Linked DNA regions of Mus musculus: region 2 is linked to region 1. Evidence: chromatin contacts called from public Hi-C data. All regions are on one chromosome and are shown on one strand. The core of a region is the stretch at or near the end of the contact, and the rest is flanking DNA. Distances in the headings are between cores, read along the strand shown.

The links. A called contact is a pair of places that touch in the nucleus more often than the background predicts.
Region 2: a contact with region 1 is called in a Hi-C map of uterus. The contact joins two enhancer-like sites. A contact is called at or near these places in 7 of 484 Hi-C or Micro-C datasets (muscle stem cells, myocytes and uterus) and 1 of 115 datasets of contacts at active chromatin or transcription factors (heart atrium).

What each region holds. Positions count from the first base shown.
Region 1 is chr1:90,332,830-90,335,600 of GRCm38.p6, reverse strand. No RefSeq gene overlaps it. Among named protein-coding and RNA genes, the nearest start is that of Gm34992, 3.5 kb to the left of the region's middle. Within about 2 kb of position 1,385, at least 7 of the 459 cell types and tissues checked have an H3K27ac peak or open chromatin away from gene starts, as enhancers often do. A contact at or near this core is called in uterus, where this site is marked.
Region 2 is chr1:90,496,411-90,499,459 of GRCm38.p6, reverse strand. The region is part of intron 1 of Gm28722 (a long non-coding RNA gene); the gene reads left to right. Among named protein-coding and RNA genes, the nearest start is that of Gm28722, 6.0 kb to the left of the region's middle. Within about 2 kb of position 1,784, at least 33 of the 459 cell types and tissues checked have an H3K27ac peak or open chromatin away from gene starts, as enhancers often do. A contact at or near this core is called in uterus, where this site is marked.

The DNA of each region.
Region 1 (2,771 bases), core at 136-2,635:
TTGCTCTTTAAGGCAACTAGCTGAAGCGCAGTGATGAATAGGAGACAGCAGACACTAAAGGAACGTGTGCAAAGGGAGTCAACTCGGAAGCATTCAGGAGTGTCCATCTAGACTGTCCGCACCTGGCTACAGAGCATGTTTGCTTTTCCCTCAATGAAGGAGTCCCTCTCCCCTTTGCATATCTGGCTGTGTTGTGTTTCCTTTCTTTTTTTTTTTTGGTAAAGAAATGCCTAACAGGGCTCATTAGAGTCTGATAAATGCGTGGCCACTGGCTTTTGTCTCCCAGCCAAGGGCTCCCTCCTGGGCTGGGTGCTGACTCAGCACTGTGAACAGGCATTCTCTCCAAGAGAACTGGCCATGGCCGGCCTCTCATACTTGTGGTCACAGAGCAGCGCTTCATAAATGTCTCCAGCTAACGAAGTGCAGCTGACGCGAGAACGTTTGTGAATGGGATGTACCGGCTGGGCTTGCGAAGCGATTTCGCACTCGCAAAGGCATCGCATTCCGGTTATTCTCTGCGGCAGGCCTGGGAATGGGTTCCATTTTGGTAGCATGATATTCTTTCAGTATCGATGGGGGAGGAGGTCAAGGTGTAACTCGGCAATCTGAAGCAAATTAAAACCCAGAGATGTGGAGTGTAAAGAAACAGCTGTCAGACCACTCAACTCTGAGGGTTCTGGCAAACACACTATTAAAGGTCACGGGGCAGGGGCTGGTGAGATGGCTCAGTGATTAAGAGCACTAGGCTGGTCTTCCAGAGGCCCTGGGTTCAAGTGTCAGCTTAAGGCTGTCTGCAACTCTAGTACCAGGGGCTCCACTGTCCTCTTCTCTCTCCCCCTCTGTAGGGACCAGGCATGCATGTAGTAAACAAACATACATTCAAGCAGAAGACCATATACATGAAATAAATAAGGTTTTTAAAAATTTCAAACAAATCTCTGAAGATCACTGAAGAAGACACGTGATGTTAATTTCTGGCCTCTGAATGTATGTTCATGTAAATGTTCTCTCTCTCTCTCTCTCTCTCTCTCTCTCTCTCTCACACACACACACACACACATACACACACACACACACACACACACACACACACCGTGGCTCAGTTGAGTAAAGATCACACTCACGGCCATGACACTGTGCTTCACTGGGTTTTGTTCTCTCCTCCTGAGCCGTGATTTTGATCTTTAAGACTCTAACAGGATTCTTAAAGCTACAGTCTTGTCCCCCTGCAGAATAGTGGGAAAAATAAATCTTATTTCTGCTGATGACACAGCTTTATTGTCATGAACTGGGAATGACCTCGAATGATCCAACCACAGCCAGGAGGAAGAGTTCAAGTTGAATCCTGTTAAACCCAAAGCCATCATCGTTGCCGGTGACCTCCAAAACTCCAGTCACTGCTCTACAAGGCTGAGAACAAATCAGTTATCAGCTCCAGCATCTAGTGGGAACTCTGTATCCATGGCTGTCCTGACACATAGGAGAAAGACTCTCTAAGGCTTTCCTGGATCCCTAATGACAAATGGTAACACTCAGCCTGAAAATGTTTTAGGTCCAAGTTGTGTGTTATTGGCTCTGCTACACTGAAGTCTGAGGTCTCCCTAAAGACCAGTGCCAAATCTCAGATTTTGACTGCAATGGCTTCCTCCATATCCAAGATAGCAGCTTCCAAACTGACCACACTCCCCAGCCATGGAATGGCAGCTGAGTCCTTTCTGCATTCCTCTGGAGTCCTACATCTTGGGAGGCAAGCTACTTGGAGCCATTCATGGCAGGCCGAGTTGTCTTCTCCTCAGTCCCAGAGGCTGAAACAGGGCTGAATGGCTCCCATGTGGCTTCCTTCTTGAGTTCTGTCTCCTCTCCCACTCTGCAGGTCACTGGGTGAGAAGGCAGGCTTTGGTGAGAGCTTCGTGGCTGAAGCTCCTTCTAAGGCAAGCAAGCCCAGGCCAGGGGAGAAGGAAAGCAATGGTTAGTGTTTCTTGGCTTGAACTGAACTGAACATGCTAGAGCATCAGCGGTAGCACACTCAGACCACAAAGACCTTGACCTTAGCCAGGATCTTGTTTACAGCATCACACATTCACACGGTCACCCTGGGCTTTGGTCGAGGTTTACTGCAAGAGACTGTCCTAGGAGAACAGCTTTCATATTTCTATAGGAAATGTTATCCGAGCCCCTCCTCATTATGTTGCCCAGTGCCCCCACAGGGGACATCCACGTATGTTTTTATTTTAATAACTCACTGCCAGAAAACACCCTTAACCTGAGGAACTTAAGTACTTCCTCCTCTCTGACTATAGAAACCACAACAGGGGCTGTGTCTTGCATTTCTCCCCTCTCCCTTCTGGAACGCTCAGACACAAATTCAAAGCTCATTCCAACTGTATGATATACCCATGCCAGGGTGCATGCTCTGTTCTTCCTCTTTCTGTCTTGATTCTGTCTTATTAACCTCTGGAGACACCCACCCTACAACAGAGCCTCTTTTCTGCTGGTCTGTGATGTACTTGTCAAAGCCACCAGGAACAGCTTCTTGGTTGACTGAATGCTGATAAAGTCACACTCGAGGCCACACACTCGTGCAAAACAGAACAGGAGAGAGGCTCCCATTCTTCCACTTCCTACAGGAAGCTCATTCTCTGCTAAAGCAGAGGAGATGACTCTGCTGTCCTTGAACTTCTGATCTACCACCTTGTCATGTGGACCCCACACTGTTCCTTCATCTGTGTTTACAGCACAAAGTTGCGTGCATTCTCTGGGCTGAGGTCATG
Region 2 (3,049 bases), core at 535-3,034, 160 kb before region 1:
TACGGGTTGAACCATACTCTCTTCCTCTTTTAGGTATTTTGAAAGTTTTCTTTAATCCCTGTTATAATTGACTTTGTTCTGTTGTGGTTATTGTTATTATTGCTGTTGTTATTATTGTGTGTGTGTGTGTGTGTGTGTGTGTGTATGTGTGTGCGTGCAAGCACACACATGCTCAAGGGCAGGTATACATGAGCCACAGTGTACATCTAGGGGGCAAAGGACATTCCATAGGAGACAGTTCCATCTTTCTATCATGTGGCTTCCAGGGACTAAATTCAGGTGATCAAACTCATGCTACCTATGTGTCTTGCTGACCCGGAAGCCCTCCTACCAAGGAGAAAAGTTCATCTATAACTTTTAGTTAAAGCTGATAATGCAGATGATTTTCTTACAATCGGAATGTCTGCTTATTTTAACACAGGCCCCTTCATAATTCTTCAAAAGAAGTATGTTTGCTGCAATATTTGGGAACTGTACTTAAAAATGATTGCTTATTTAAAATTTGAATTCAGCTGAGCACCCTAGCTTTGATCTGCCATACTCCACATTGTCCCTGTATGGTACTGGCTGCAGGCTTTCGAGGCAGGGATTAGCACTGATTCTTGATCTTCAAATGAGGATACTCTTGCCCAAGAAGTTCACAGGGCTTTGTGCCATGGTGCTATGCTCCTGCTGAGTCTTTTCCTGCATTCTTGGGGGTGATCCCCAAGGTGTGGTAATCTGTTTCTGCTCCAGTGTTAGGGTGTGTTAGGGAAGCCACAACAGAGCACCACAGATGAAGCAGTTTAAACACTAATCATGCATATTCTCAAGGGTTCAGAGGTTGGATGACAGAGATCAGGTGCTGATTCTCCTGTCTCCTGGGCATGTCGGTGGCTGCCATGCTTGTGTCTTCATAACATATTATGATGTGAATTTGTGTCCCAATTTCTGCTTCTGAAAAGGTCGTCAGCTCAGGAACTTTGGGAAGGTCATGAAACACTCGCCCCTCCAGAAGGGGAAGGCTAATTAGCATTTCTCAGACCAAAGGGCTGGGACCGACCTGACCTGTGGGTGGGGACACATTCCACAGGACTGACCATTGCTCACCTTCAGACAAGGAAAGTCCTTGTCACCTCATTCCCTAAAGACCAATCAGTTTAAAGGGTGCACTGTTCCACCAATCATATTGTGCCTAGTTGTTCTCTGTTCTGCCCTTAGAAACCATATAAAAACTGAGCTGGTGCTTGGGGTCGCCGCCTCTCCTTCGGGTCTGGGACGACCCCAGTGCACTGGAACAATAAATTCCTCTTGTTTTTTGCATCGATCCTGTCTTCATGTGGTTCACTCAGGGAGTCTCCAGTAAGCTAAGGCTCCCCAGAGTCTTACAATTCCAGTTGAGCTTACCACATGGCCTAATTTAACCTCCATTACTCCTCTAAACCGTGTCCCCAGTCTAACTAGAGGCAGAGTGAGTTAGGACTTCCCTGAGGCAATCTGGTGGCACATGGGGTGGCCTGTGGCAATTCCCTGTTTCAGTTTCTGTTTCCTCAGGCATCCACCTCACCTTGTTCTCTGTCTGGACTGAGTGTCTGAGGTCCTGAGAACATCCCTTCTTCCAGGATTGGCACCTCCCCCAAGACCTTGGTAGGTCTTAGGACAGCCTGACTCCCTGTGGCCTCCTTCCCAGGGCACAGCTCCAGTTCTGGGTGGAGTTTCCTTGGCAGGGCTCTGGTCACTCTGGACAAATTCTCCAACATTGGTCAACACCCTTCTGGACTTCCAAAATGGATCATTGCCTGGAAACTTCTGTATGCTGCCTCACCCCACCAGGGCTGCCTGATGCAGGCAGCTGTCTGAATCACTCTTGAGACAGTCTATGTTTTTTGAGCCCTGGGCCATGGATGTCAAACCACCTTCCTAGGACTTGCCCAGTATACAGGCAGCCCAGCTCATAACATCTGACGTCTCAGGCCTCCGGATGCTCAGGGCCACCCAGTCTTCTTGACAATTGGCTTTTCTGACTTGGGTTTTACTTATAATCTATTTTGTCTAGACCTTAGTGCATCTAATGACTTGCAATGTGATTTTGATTCATTGTGATTGGCTTCTAGAATCTTCAAATGATTATGGGGACATCATACCATTCACCTAATCTCCTTGCACACTTTTCTTCTTAATGATGTAAAAACACATAAAATTCACCAGCCTGTGATGTATAATATAAGGTTCTCTTAGGATTTTAGTTGCTATAAAGAGACACTGTAATCACTGCATTTAAATGGGGGCTGGCTTACAGTTCAGAGGTTTACTCCATTAGTCCACTGTCGTTGTGGCAGGAAGCACAGTGGCACACAGGCAGACATGGTACTGGAGAGGTAGCTGAGAGTTCTATATTTGGATCTGCAGAGAGCAGGAAGAGAGAGTGACACTGGGGTCTGGCTTGAGCTTCTGAGGCCTCAAAGCTCACCCACAGTGACATACTTCCTCCAACAAGGCCACACCTTCTAGAAGTGCCACTCCCTATGAACCTATGGGGTCCTTTTTCATTCAGACTACCACAGAAGTTATAATTTCCCCTAGTCACCGTTATCACTGAACACCTGAAAGAAGATAGTTCAGAGGTCAAAGCCTTCCATACACCAAAAACAAAAATCAGAATGCAAAACCCAAAACTCTCATCAGTGATTTTTTTTTTTTTTTGGTCAATCATACACTGAAATGATGACAGTTTGGCTTGTTATATGGCATTAAATCAACCATGTGATTAAACCCACTTTGTCTAATTATATTTCCTGTTATTAAATGTGGCTCTGGGCATGTCACGTTGCACATGGGGCTGTCTGTGCTGTGTGCAATCTCCTTCTCTTCCACACTGTGCCCTATATTCGACGTGTCCCTCAGACGCCTATCCAACAATCTAACAAACCCATGAACGTCACTCTTAAAACACATTTTAATAACTGCGAGACAAGACCACAACGGTCGTCTGTGGTACACTTGTGTCTCAGATTGTCTTTTAGAAGTTCAAGCCAATTGTTCTGGATACTTTTCAAAATTATTTATTTTT